Linked DNA regions of Oryctolagus cuniculus: regions 1 and 2 are each linked to region 3. The links are chromatin contacts, called in public Hi-C and Micro-C maps. All regions are on one chromosome and are shown on one strand. Each heading gives the region's core, a stretch centred on a gene start, on an enhancer-like site or on the middle of the called end of the contact. The rest is flanking DNA. Distances are from core to core; before and after follow the strand shown.

What was found. A called contact is a pair of places that touch in the nucleus more often than the background predicts.
Region 1: a Hi-C map of embryonic fibroblasts shows a contact between it and region 3, with 4 times the contacts expected there. The contact joins two enhancer-like sites. A contact is called at or near these places in 2 of 6 Hi-C or Micro-C datasets (embryonic fibroblasts and skin fibroblasts).
Region 2: a contact with region 3 is called in a Micro-C map of ear pinna, with 6 times the contacts expected there. The contact joins two enhancer-like sites. A contact is called at or near these places in 5 of 6 Hi-C or Micro-C datasets (ear pinna, embryonic fibroblasts, psoas muscle and 2 more).

The regions. Positions count from the first base shown.
Region 1 is chr7:30,141,731-30,146,183 of mOryCun1.1, reverse strand. No RefSeq gene overlaps it. Among named protein-coding and RNA genes, the nearest start is that of DPT, 130 kb to the right of the region's middle. Within about 2 kb of position 2,948, at least 2 of the 8 cell types and tissues checked have an H3K27ac peak or open chromatin away from gene starts, as enhancers often do.
Region 2 is chr7:29,928,024-29,932,288 of mOryCun1.1, reverse strand. No RefSeq gene overlaps it. Among named protein-coding and RNA genes, the nearest start is that of DPT, 88 kb to the left of the region's middle. Within about 2 kb of position 1,553, at least 1 of the 8 cell types and tissues checked has an H3K27ac peak or open chromatin away from gene starts, as enhancers often do.
Region 3 is chr7:30,397,591-30,401,562 of mOryCun1.1, reverse strand. No RefSeq gene overlaps it. Among named protein-coding and RNA genes, the nearest start is that of TBX19, 68 kb to the left of the region's middle. Within about 2 kb of position 1,577, at least 3 of the 8 cell types and tissues checked have an H3K27ac peak or open chromatin away from gene starts, as enhancers often do.

The DNA of each region.
Region 1 (4,453 bases), core at 1,699-4,198, 260 kb after region 3:
TATGTATTGATTGATTGATGACTTTTGTAAGAGGATTGTATGTTCTAAAGAAATCTGTGCACAATTTCACATCAGTCATGATGGCTGTAGAAAACAGAAGAAAAGAAAAAAAAAATAGCCAGTGTTGGTGAGGATATGGATAAACTGGAACTTTCGCACATTGCTGGTGGGAACAGCTGTAGAAAGCAATTTGGCAGTTCTTCAAAGAGCTAAATACAGACTTATATGACCCTGTACCTCCACTCCGAAAAATAATGGAGAGTAAAACTCAGACACTTCTGTGCCAAGGTTCACTGCAGCATTACTTACAACAGCCAAAAAGGAGCAAATACCCTAAGTGTCCAGCAACAGGTGAATGAAGAAATAAACTTTGGTATACAAATGGAATATTATTCATCCAGTGCACCGAGCTGATCCATAGCCAGGAGCCAGGCGTTTATCCTGGTCTCCCTTGCGGGTGCAGGGCCCAAGCACTTGGGCCATCCTCCACAGCACTCCCGGGCCACAGCAGAGAGCTGGACTGGAAGAGGGGCAACCGGGACAGAACCCGGTGTGCCGGCACCGCAGGTGGAGGATTAACCTAGTGAGCTGCGGTGCCGGCCTGCCATGGCTCTTTAGACATTGGTTAGGGTTAGCCTACACCGCACCTCTACATTGGGTACTTGAAAATCTGACTGAGTAGTTAAGAGTGTATAAATTTAGCCTAATTAGGCTTGGGAAGAAATTTAATTTATACCTTCAGAGTTCAAGCTACTCTGTTCAAGAAGATGAAGTTGCCCAAGATATGCCAAAAATCAATTATTTATCTAGAGTAGATCCAATGATTCCCAAAGCTGGGGCAAAAGATGAGTCATCCTGGGAACTGTTGATCAGGGTGCAGGTCACTGAAACTCAGTGGAAACCAATTATTCCTCTTTTAATTCTCCCAACTGTGGAGAGAAGAAGCAAGGTAGGGATCGTTTTCTACACTTTCCAGTGGAGGGAAATTAAGTGCTGGTTCGGAGTCATACAGTCAGAGGGAGCAAAGATGGAAATAGAACTCAGGTGTCCTGACTTCTAGGCCAAACTCTTCCCACTGTGTTGCTGCTGAGGGCTTCCAACAGCCCCATGTTCAATGCCCAGTGAATACCAGGCAGTAGACTGCTGCTACTATTCTAAGTGTCAGGGGAGGGGGGTGGAGGCAGTCAGGGTGGAGTGAGGTGGAGTGAGTGCCATCCTGGACACAGAGGCCTTTTTTATGGCTTATGCCATTACAACTGGCATAAACAAGACATAGCTGAAGATTAAATGTTCTGAACATTATTAGTCCATGAGATTTCTTGATGCTTTCTCCCAGAATTCTGTCTTGTTTATATTCCCCATCAACTTCTATTAATCAAGCTCATAAAATGTTCGTGAATAATTGTCCTTTTCCTAATCCACTCTTTAGGGAGCAAATGTTCTCTTATGCACTTTAGAAAGGAAAAAAAAATCCTTTTCAGTCCAAGTTCAATCCCCAAGAAACAACCCTGCTGCACTTCCCCTGTACTGAATTAAGTTACCAACTTGCCCCAGTCTGCCGAAGACTTTTCCAAGCTAAAAATCCGAGGTCCTTTCCTAATCCAGGGCAAAAAGGGGTGGTTTGTCACCCTGTCATGACCCCAGTTTTCTTCTTTTTGAGAAAAAGATTTATTTATTTATTTGAAAGGCAGATTACACACACACACACACACACACACAGAGTGAGAGAGAGGGGGAAAGAGAGAGAGAAAGAGAGAGAGACAGAGACCTTTCATCTGCTGGTTCATGTGCCAAATACCCTTAACAGTCAGGGCTGTGTCAGGCTGAAGCCAGGAGCCTGGAACTCCATCCGCATCTGCTGTGTGAGTGGCAGTGGCCCAAGTACCAGGATCATGTTCAACTGATGTCCCAGTCCCATTAGCAGGAAGCTGGTTCAGAACTGCAACAAGAGCTAAGACTCAAACCACTGGCTCTCATATGAGATACCTGCAACCCAGGCAGCAGCTAAACTCCCTGTGCCACAATTCTGACCCCAACCCCAATTTCCTACACCAGCTCTTCTCCCTGAATCCATAGCTCTTTCAATTTTACATTTAGTATTTTTTTAAAAAATTGATTCTGCTGGGGGGTGGAGTGAGAGATTCATCACAGCAAATAGGAATCCCAGGAGGTAGCACTGGGCGGAGGACCGTGGGGACTTCCAAGGCATGTTTGTGCTGATTAGAAGGAATTCCTTTTCTCTGCCTCTTAGGGGTAATGCATCAGACCCTACAAAATGCTTTGCCTGCACTAGAAAGGCACTTTGTGACTTGATCTACATTGAACAAAGGCAGAGGGATTGGGTACTGGGTTCAATGACTTTTGGTCTGCAGGACAAGGAAAACTCAAGAAGGTGGTATGGCTGGCAGAGGTAAGAGGAGGAGTTGTTGGTGCTACTCACTGTCACTACTCGCAAGAAACAGGGACTAACCCATCAGATTGTTACTATTTTGAGCGTAGAATATTCTAGTACAGTCAGGCAGGGAGCAATTACCTATCAGGCAGGGAGCAATTACCTACAAGGTCATTCTGTGAAGTGAGGTAGCCGAGAAGATTCAGCACAAACCAGTTTGTTCTTCCTTTCTCTTGATGAAGTAGGTTTTGATGACTTTGGTTGGCTGGCCTCTGCAGCAGGCTGGTGAGGCGCCTGCCAGCAGAGGTCAAAGCCTCCTTCCCGCACTGTCCCCATCTCTTTTAGGACAAAGAATTCGCTGTCCACGGTTAGATCGGCTGCCTCTCTGATCTGTCACCTAGTATTTACTGCGCCGGATTTGTTGTTGCAGGGCGTGACTATCTGACAGCTCCAGGAGGGGGAGAGCCTAGCAGCTTTTCAGCTTTCACTGTCTGCCCGCGAGGTTCACCCAGGGAGAAGATGAATTCACAGCACGTGCGCATCGGGCTTACATAAGCTGCGAACAGCGGCGCTGCGTTGAGAACCCCGAGACGCGCGGGCTGGCGGCGCCGCAGTGCAGTGCTGTGCAGATGCGAGCGTGGAGGGCAGTGTGCTACTCCTGGCTTGCGGAGGTGCAGGGCTGTCGTGCCGCAATGCAGAGGCCTCGGGGAGCCCAGCGATGGAGGAAAGAGTTTCCGAGCTTCCAAGGGTGGTGCTGGGATGCAAAGCCCTAATTTGGCAGTACTCAGAGGGCGGGGATGGGGTTGGCAGGGAGAGCTGCCTAACTGGGGCTTGTGGGTTACAATGGGTAGGGTATCCAGTGTGGGAGGTTGCTAAAGGAACAGGGACTGGGGCCCGAGGCCAGAGACCTTGCAGCTGAATTGGAGGGGGCAGGGATTCAAGTCTCAGGCCCCTTAACTAATTAGTTGGACAGTTTCTCTCTATGGAGTTCTTTTCTGTTTGCTTAGGCCATTCCTTCCTCTCCCCCAAATCCTTTCTTGTTTACAATCTCAGCCAGACTCCTCCCTCATTGAACATCTCCAAACCCCAGCCTATGGCTGCCATGCCAGCCCCTGGTAGTTATCAGCTCTGCTTCCATGGGCTGCCGGAATCGTGGGGTTGGGGATGCTCAGGAGTTCACTGAGTGCGCACCTCCATCCTGCGGCAGCCTGCCCATGTAAGTGCGCAGTTGCAGCCCTGCAATATTCATTGAAGCTTATTGTGCTTCAAGAACTGGGCTTGGTCCTTCAGGGCATGTGGCTGCTCTCTGAGGCTTGCAGAAATAGGACAAAGGCCCAGATAAAGAAAGCTTCCCACTGAACACCTTAAGGGACATGTGCAGGACTGTCTGCTTTATTTCTCTAGGCTCGGATGCCCAGCACCTCTTTCCTTCCAGCTGATTTTCTGCTTTGGAGGAACACAGTGTGGATTATCTTGTCTGGTCTCTGCATATCTGATGGGGTTTTCTGTAGGGCAAAGGCTATAGGTATATCTCCACCTCTTCCCAACGTCAGTATATTCCCTTCTTGATCTGGCAGAGAAAGCTTTCCTTTAACATCAGACAGATCTGGGTTTTAGATCTTGACACTGCTACCTGCATGCTTTGTGATACTGGGCAAATGACTTCACTCAGCCATCACTTGTCTCATCTGTGAAGCAGGACTTAAGTGAAAAGCGGTTAAGACTGTGGGCCCTGGAGTTAAACTGCCTGGGCTTGAATGTAGAATCTGTCACTTACTATGTGGTTTGGGTAAATGTCTTAACCTTTCAGTGCCTCAATTTAATCTTCTGGAAAATGAGGATAATAATAGCACCTAGCTCATGAATCTGCTTTAATGAAGAAATTAATATGTTAATGCATAGAGTATTTTCTGATGACAGCAGGAATAGTTGTATCACAAATATTCCATGAGATGTAAGTCAGGCAACATACATAAAACTAACTGAAAGATAAATAAGAATATATGTAAAAACCTCCTTCCCTTGCTTAAAGCAGGAAACATAATATAGATAGGTAAGTTT
Region 2 (4,265 bases), core at 304-2,803, 470 kb after region 3:
TATGTGCTATTTTTAGATGGTTTCTTTAGGTTGGATAGCATAAATACCTGAATTATCAAAGTACACATACAAGTAATAGCATACCTTTTCATGTATCACATATGAGTCTTTGAACAATGTACTCCACTTCTCTCCCAATATTAGTGTTATTTTTATTTTGTATCATTAATATTTGTTATACTCTTTTCTATATTGCATTGCATTATTTAGAGAGAGTTCTGATCTTTTCCTTATTTTTGCTTCTCTGGATATGTGTCATCTATACCCTTGTGGATGTTTTTACATTTTTCTCTATGGCACTAATTTGAAGCAATTTGATAATGATGTGCAGAGGGGACTCCTGGCATCAGGTAGACCTGAAAAGAAGTTGTGCAGGATGAAATCCGCATGTGGCATAGGGAAGGTGACAGTAGTCAAGCAGAAACAAATGACAAATGCTGTCAGCCATGACTTGCAGTGAGAAGTGACATGAGAATAAGATGAAAGAGGAACACAGAAAAAGGAAAATGAAGAAAAATTGTTTCCTATCTTCGAAACAGAGAGACAGTGATGTTTTAGCTTTCTGTTGTATAAAAATTGGAAAATAAGAAAATGTCATAAATTATATACATTTTATATAAGAATTACTTTAGAACAGTGTGATAATATGATAATAATATTTTGGTACTTAAGATTTTCAATAAGAAAACAATTCAGTTTTACTGGTTTACAAACATTCACTTCCCCAGAGGTTGTGATTGTATCAAATTATTCCCTTAACTCCTCTCCATGATAGTCTACCAATTTGTGAAGACAAATACATGTGGAAAAATATTTCTTAGGATATCTTAATGACTGATATTGTAAGTTAATTTCAAGAGTCTAACAGTGCAGGTGTCATAGCTCAAAGATGATTTTAGTCCTTTTGCATCCCACCTGTATGTACTTGAGCAAGTCACCTAAATATTGAAGCCTTAGTTTCTTTAATTATAAAATGAATGCAATATAATTCATTATTGATAGGAAAGTGATTAGTGCACTTACTCAATTTATCTCAGCATAGTACAAGGATCAGGTAGGACAATATTTGCAAAATACTTTGTCAGTTATAAAATACTATGGATACATTAATATTCATTTTTCCTAATAAATTAACAATGTAGTTTAAAGGGGAAGTGGAAATTTGTGAATCCACTAATGGACATTTCTGGGAAACAAGTTTGTCAACAATGTACTGTGCATTGAGTGGGAGTGAAAACAGAATGGATTCCAGAATTTGTGATACTCCTAGAATGGCAGCTGGTGGGAGGAAATGAAGCAAAGGAATGGCAAATGTCTGAATTTATATCATGCAACAGATATGTAACAAAAATAAAATAGAAAAAATTAAATTAGTACTAGAAAAGACTGCATCCAGCTGCTGCTTTCAGATGGCAATCTATATAAACCATTCCACAAATGGGTATAGTCTGAATTGCCAATGCAATTCACCCATTTCTGGTAAGAGCAGAGGAATGATATAGGCCAAGAGAAAAGCACTCTCTTTGAAAAGTTTAATTTATTCTTACTCTCCAGATTACATATGAGGCTGGTTGTCTATGCAACCCACGCACAGAGAACAGCAATTTGTACTACAACCCAGAAGGAAATGAAATTGTTTCCTTAGGCCTGCAATATTATTGCAATGCGACATGTTTAAAAGTTTGACCCCTAGTGGATGTATCAGGCATAAATCTGTCACAAATTAAAAAAAAAAAAAGATTTGATGAATGCCTATGTGTTGAGAAGATCTGCCTTGAAGCAATAACAGTATATCACTGTCTTTGTATACTGAAAGAGTTTCAATGAAACTATTTGGTGAGACTGATTTTTCTGCAGTTCAGGCCTAGGACTCTCTGCAAGGCCAATATAAGATTTACCCACACTTGAATAATCTTCATAAAAGCTGCCTAAATCAAAATTACCCCAATTCCTCTGTGAAATTCTGGTGACTACCTATTTACCCTATGACTCCTATTGAAATATCATGCTTATCAGTTACAAGAACACAGAATGGGGGAATAACTTCAAGTTTAGTCATTTATTTCTTGCCATTTGTATATGCAAAGCACTGTTTTATACACTTTTCATATTTAACTCCTTTGACCATTACTCATTTAATCAATTCAATAACCTTTATTGAGTTCATACTAATATATCTGTCCTTACGCTTGCTATAAAATCATCCTTCTCTCAAGGAACTCACAATAATTAAGTGAGGTGGATAGATAACCTGATGCTTCACAATTACCTTTTCAAAAGTAATTATTAACCATGAAGACAGAAATACAGAATCACGAGGAGGCATACCTAATTTGGGAAGTAGGGAGTAAGGGAAGTGTCCGGGAGAGCCTACAGGAGATGTCACCGGTGCAGTGAGCCACTAGAGTGGATGGGATGGATTTGTGACATGGTGAGGATGCTGCAGAGAGGTGGGAACAGGAGCAGGGGCACAGAAGTGTAGCCAGTATGAGATACAGCCAAGACATAATTCTCTCAGTATTGCTGGCATATAAATATTGAAACAGACCTTGCAAGAGTTGAGGTTGAACACCAGGGTAGGGTTAAATGATGGAATTCAGTCTTTGATCTGTTTAAACAATGGAAGTCCACTAAAGAATTTTAACAGGAGAATAAGTAGCCAAATTTACATTTTACATATAAGAGGTCTTCAGAAAGTTGGCGAAAATGCATATTACGAAAAAGCATGAGAAAAAGATTGAGCCAGAGCAGACACTGAGGCTCACTAGGCTAATCCTCCCCCTTGCGATGCCGGCACACCGGGTTCTAGTCCCCGTCGGGGTGCCAGATTCTGTCCCGGTTGCCCCTCTTCCAGGCCAGCTCTCTGCTGTGGCCAGGGAGTGCAGTGGAGGATGGCCCAAGTACTTGGGCCCTGCAACCCATGGAGACCAGGATAAGTACCTGGCTCCTGCCATCGGATCAGCGCGGTGCGCCGGCCGCAGTGTGCTGGCCACGGCGGCCTTTGGAGGGTGAACCAAAGGCAAAAGGAAGACCTTTCTCTCTGCCTCTCTCTCTCTCTCACTGTCCACTCTGTCTGTCAAAAAAAAAAAAAAAAAAAAAAAAAAGCATGCTTGGGTTTTAAAATATTTCACACCAAAATAAATTTATCTTTTAATTCAAGTGTCCACTAATTTCTTAAAGTATTCTTGAATTGTTTGATAGTCTGCTGGCAAGAGAGGGTAGTGAATGGAAATGTACGTGGTTAAGACATCTGTATCATTAGAATTATAACCTTCAGCAATGCTATGTACCCATATTATCAGTGTAGTCATCGACTATACAGCTTTCTATAGTACAATTATATATGCAATGAATAGTAGATCAACTATACTGAAGAAATCTTAACTTTTAAGCTGTCATTAAACTTTAAAATTTCTTTTTTTTGTTGGATGTCAAGGTCAGATACATTTCTGGTGCAGATCTAAAGGGAATTTAAAAGGGTCAGACCTCTCTTCTAATTTTGGCTTGATCATTTACCAGCTGTGAGCTGCTGGAAAAAGTTTTAGGTTCCTCAACCACAAAATAAATGAATTATAATAGATAGTGCTTCATTTCTGTTAAAATATGAAAATTCTAGGAAGCATTTCCTATCCTTTTTAATGTAATATTTTATCAGCTTTCAAAGGGAATTAGAGACAGATAAGGAAGTATCTGAATATGTCTTATCGCTCAGTGTTTGTGAGTAGAACAAGTAATGTGAATATGGATGATAATTAAACCTCACAGATCTGCAACATGAACACTATAGATTTAAACACACATACGGTACTCATACTAAATAGTACATAATATATTTCTGTATATGCCAGGATACTAAACTATTCAGAATATGCTTATGTGCCAACAAAGTGAGTCAAGTTCAATTTTTTTTAGCTTAAGAAATGCTTTTGAATTCTTTCCTCACTTTTTCTTGAATGGTGCTGTGATTGAATCTGTAATTTTGAAAATGATGAAAACTGTCTAAGGGCCTTAATCAAGAAATAAATTCAAAAACTTTTTAACTGAAATTGTACTGTCATTTAAATTGTCAATAATAACTTTCTGAAATCTTCTACCAGGATAGAAAACAAGTGCAGTTTGCTAAAGTGAAAATTTGTTTCAAGAGGTATCTAAGTATTATTATTACAAATCTCATACAAGTATTAAGAGTTAGGATGTACAGTGCTTTGCTGAAATCTGGTAAAAACGCAGGGACTTGGTTAAACCAACAGATTATCATACTTCAC
Region 3 (3,972 bases), core at 328-2,827:
TACAGTATGGTGGATTCAAGACCAAGTACATGTTATATGCATCAAAGTTAAATTACAAATTATCATAGTCATAGTCATCATCATCTTCACGTTTTCTTTTCAATGCATTTGATTCATTGGCAGTATTTTGTGGTGATCAACTGCTTTTAAGCCAAGTTTTCACATCTTGTATCTCTGTGGTCAACCTAAAAACACACACACACACACACACAAAACGTATTTCCAGGGCTTCAGATAAGCCTGTTGAGTTACTTTTTTTTTAAAGAAAGCTTTTATTTAATAAATATAAATTTCATAGGTACATATTTTGGACTACAGCGATTCTTCCCCCAAACCCGCCCTCCCACCCCCACTCCCATCCCACCTCCTACTCCCTCTCCCATCCCATTCATTAAGATTCATTTTCAATGATCTTTATATACAGAAGATCACGTTGAATTATTTTGGCCTATAATGTCTTAGCAAGGCTTCCCAGACTGTGCCGTATTAAATCCCGCCAGCAAGTCCTCCTCCCTGGCGAGACGAGAGGGGTTTAGCAGGACCCAGATGGGCACTGACAGGTCCACCAGAGACAGCTTCCTCACCGGGCCCCAGCAAACCACGCCCTGGGGTTCCCGAAAAGGAAAGATCTGCAGAAGTGGGGCACCCCCGCGGCCCGGGTTTTCTGGCTGGGCCGTGCGTGATCTCCGCGCAGCCACCCACGCCCGCCGCAATGCAGCCGGTCTCGTCGGTCTCGCCGGTCTGCGCGGCCCGGCCCCAGGACGCCTGTGCGGCGGGCCCGGCCTCCTGTCCCTGTCGCCCTCGGAGCTCGCCGCTAGGTGGCGGCAGAGCCCGCCTCACCCAGCGCTCAGCCCTGCGTCTGGTGGGCTGGGGCGACCCTGCGGCTTTTCCTTTAGAGAAGGAGCTGCGCCGTGCAAGATCAGCTTTCCGGGCGAGCGCCACGCCGCAGCGGCAGCGCTGTCAGGACGGAAGCTGCCGCGAGCACAACCCCAAAGCAAGCACCCAGACGGCAGTCCCCACGTCCCACCTGCCCTGCGGAGCTGCTTTGAGGGGGCCGCCATGCACTGTTTCGTTCAGAGCTTGCGGCAGGTCCCATTTTGGGAACTGTGTGCAGGGAGGCAGAGATTCGTAGTTTTCTGAGGCCCCCTCCTGGCTGCGCGGGGGCGGGAATGAGACGGTTTCCTGGTACCTTTTTGACTGTGGAGGGGTGGCTCTGCTTGCCCTAGTGATACTGAGGTTCCGAGCCATGCGTCTAGGGCCTGCAGCATCAAGGTGCATCTCGTAGCTACTACCCGGACCCCAGGTGGAAGTCAAGATGGGGCCGGTGGAGAAGCTTGCTAACCCGGAAGGGCTGGTTCTGGAGGAGCGTGCAAGGCAGAGCCTGTGGCGAGAGTACCTTGCTCGCCCGGGCATAAGGCGGCCCTGTGGCGTTGCTGTGTCCACCAGGAAGGAAAAGGCAGGGGGAGCAAGAATGATCTGCAAGGCGCAGAACGCCAGAGGCCTGTTTCTATAGACAGAACACCCGTGGGACCAACTGGTTCTTAGAATTTAGCAAACCCACTGCGGCACACCGACACTGCTGCTTCAACGGGATTTTATTTTTAGTGTTGTCAAAGCCCTTTAAAAAGCCAAGGCTGGGACGCTTGCTAAAAGAGATCTTGTTGAGCATGAGTGGTTTTTTTTTTTTTTTTTTTTTTTTTTTTTTTTTTTTTTTTTGGCTTTCTTGGTTGCTATTTGTGTAGCTCCTGAGACTTGAAGGAGATTATACAAAAGGCCATGGAGGGGCGGTGTTGTGATGCAAGTCGAGATGCCTCTACTTCCGGTCCACCTGCCTACTAGTGCACACCCTGAGAAGCAGCACCCATGCCTGCAGCATGGGGGTCCCTGCCACTCAGGTGGGAGACCTGGATGGAGCTCCTGGCGCCTGTCTCTGGCCTCATCCAGTCCTGGTTGTTGCAGGGCTACGGATAGTGGACCGGTTGAAGGAGGACCTCTGCCAACCTCGCTTCCTCTCTGTTGTTCTGCCTTTCAAATAAACAAAAACGAATGCAGTTTTGAAAAGGCGGTGGAGAGGGAGCCAGGATCAGAGGAAGGGTGATAGACTCTATCATGTACCTTTTTTGTCCCCCTCTTGGTCATCTAAGAATTTCAGGCGTAGTAGATAGCTGTAAGTTGATGGAGATGAGGAACCTGATTTTGCCATTTGTGGCTCTGAGTGGGCTTCATCACCCTTCTCTTCCTGGGACCCATGTTGGGTGGGGGGCATGGTATGTGTGCTGCCTGTCTTCTCGTCAAAGCCTGGGTGATGGGAAGAAGTAAATCCACCTGCCGCCCAGGCTCAGCAGAGCGTTTGATCCATACCCGTGCATCTGAAGCTCATCTTTCTGGCATTCAAAAAAAAAAAAAAAAATAAATCACCAGACGTGCCTCCTTCTTCAGCTCACCATCATCCATGCACCAAAATTCATGAACTCCTTTGCTCACAATGTAAAGGATTTCCTGGTAAGTCTGTGTGTTTATGCATGGTTTGCTCATACTTTGCATTTTCTCAGTGTTCAGAATTGGCGCACTTTCTCCCAGATTTCTGTTTGCGAGAGGGCATGCGAATGAGGAGGCTGATAGAATGAGTGTTAAGTAAATCAATATGTAAAACATAAGGTCCAGGCCGGCGCCGCGGCTCACTAGGCTAATCCTCCACCTTGCGGCGCCGGCACACTGGGTTCTAGTCCCGGTCGGGGCGCCGGATTCTGTCCCGGTTGTCCCTCTTCCAGGCCAGCTCTCTGCTGTGGCCAGGGAGTGCAGTGGAGGATGGCCCAAGTGCTTGGGCCCTGCACCCCATGGGAGACCAGGAGAAGCACCTGGCTCCTGCCATCGGATCAGTGCGATGCGCCGGCTGCAGCGCGCCGGCCGCGGCGGCCATTGGAGGGTGAACCAACAGCAAAGGAAGACCTTTCTCTCTGTCTCTCTCTCTCACTGTCCACTCTGCCTGTCAAAAACAAAACAAAACAAAACATAAGGTCCAGGGCCAGGGCTGTGGTGTAGTGGGTAAAGCTGCCACCTGCAGTGCCGGCATCCCATATGGGCGCCTTTAAAGTCCTGGCTGCTCCACTTCCGATCCGGCTCTCTGCTATGACCTGGGAAAGCAGTAGAAGATGGCCCAAGTCCTTGGGCCCCTGCACCCATGTGGGAAACCCAGAAGAAGTTTCTGGCTCCTGGCTTCGGATCAGCACAGCTCTGGCTGTTGCAGCCATTTGGGGAGATGGAAGACTTCTCTCTCTCTGTCTCTGCCTCTGTAACTCCAACATTCAAATAAATAAATAAATCTTCAACAACAACAACAACAAAACATAAGGTCCAAAAATATAGGCCTGGTGTCTAATGTTATCTTCTCTATAACACTGTGTGCTGACATGATTACTATCATGTTGTAAATGGGAAACTGAGGCTTAGAGGGTTAAGAAGGGCTCTGTGGGTACTCAGCTGGGAAGGGCAGGAGGTCTCTGCCTTACTCGGGTGGCTAAGCAGTTCCAAGTTCAATGTGGTGAGATGCTGGGCACACATCTGTAATGACAAGGGATAAAGTTGTGAACCAAGTTAAGATAGACAAAAGCCAAGTGAAAATGGAACTGTGGGTGGATTCATCTGCCATGGTGTCTCTCCCACTCTTTCCTCTGCCTCTCGAGTTTACAATTAAAAAAAAAATTATTTGAGGGGCTGGTGCTGTGGTGTAGCAGAGGAAGCCACTGCCTGCAGTGCCGGCATCCCATATGGGTGCCGGTTCGAGTCCTGGCTGCTCCACTTCTGATCCAGCTCTCTGCTATGGCCTGGGAAAGCAGTGGAAGATGGCCCAAGTCCTTGGGCCCCTGCACCCATGAGGGAAACCCAGAAGAAGCTCCTGACTCCTGGCTTTGGATCAGTGCAACTCCAGCCATTGCGGCCAACTGGGGAGTTAACCAATGGATGGAAGACCTT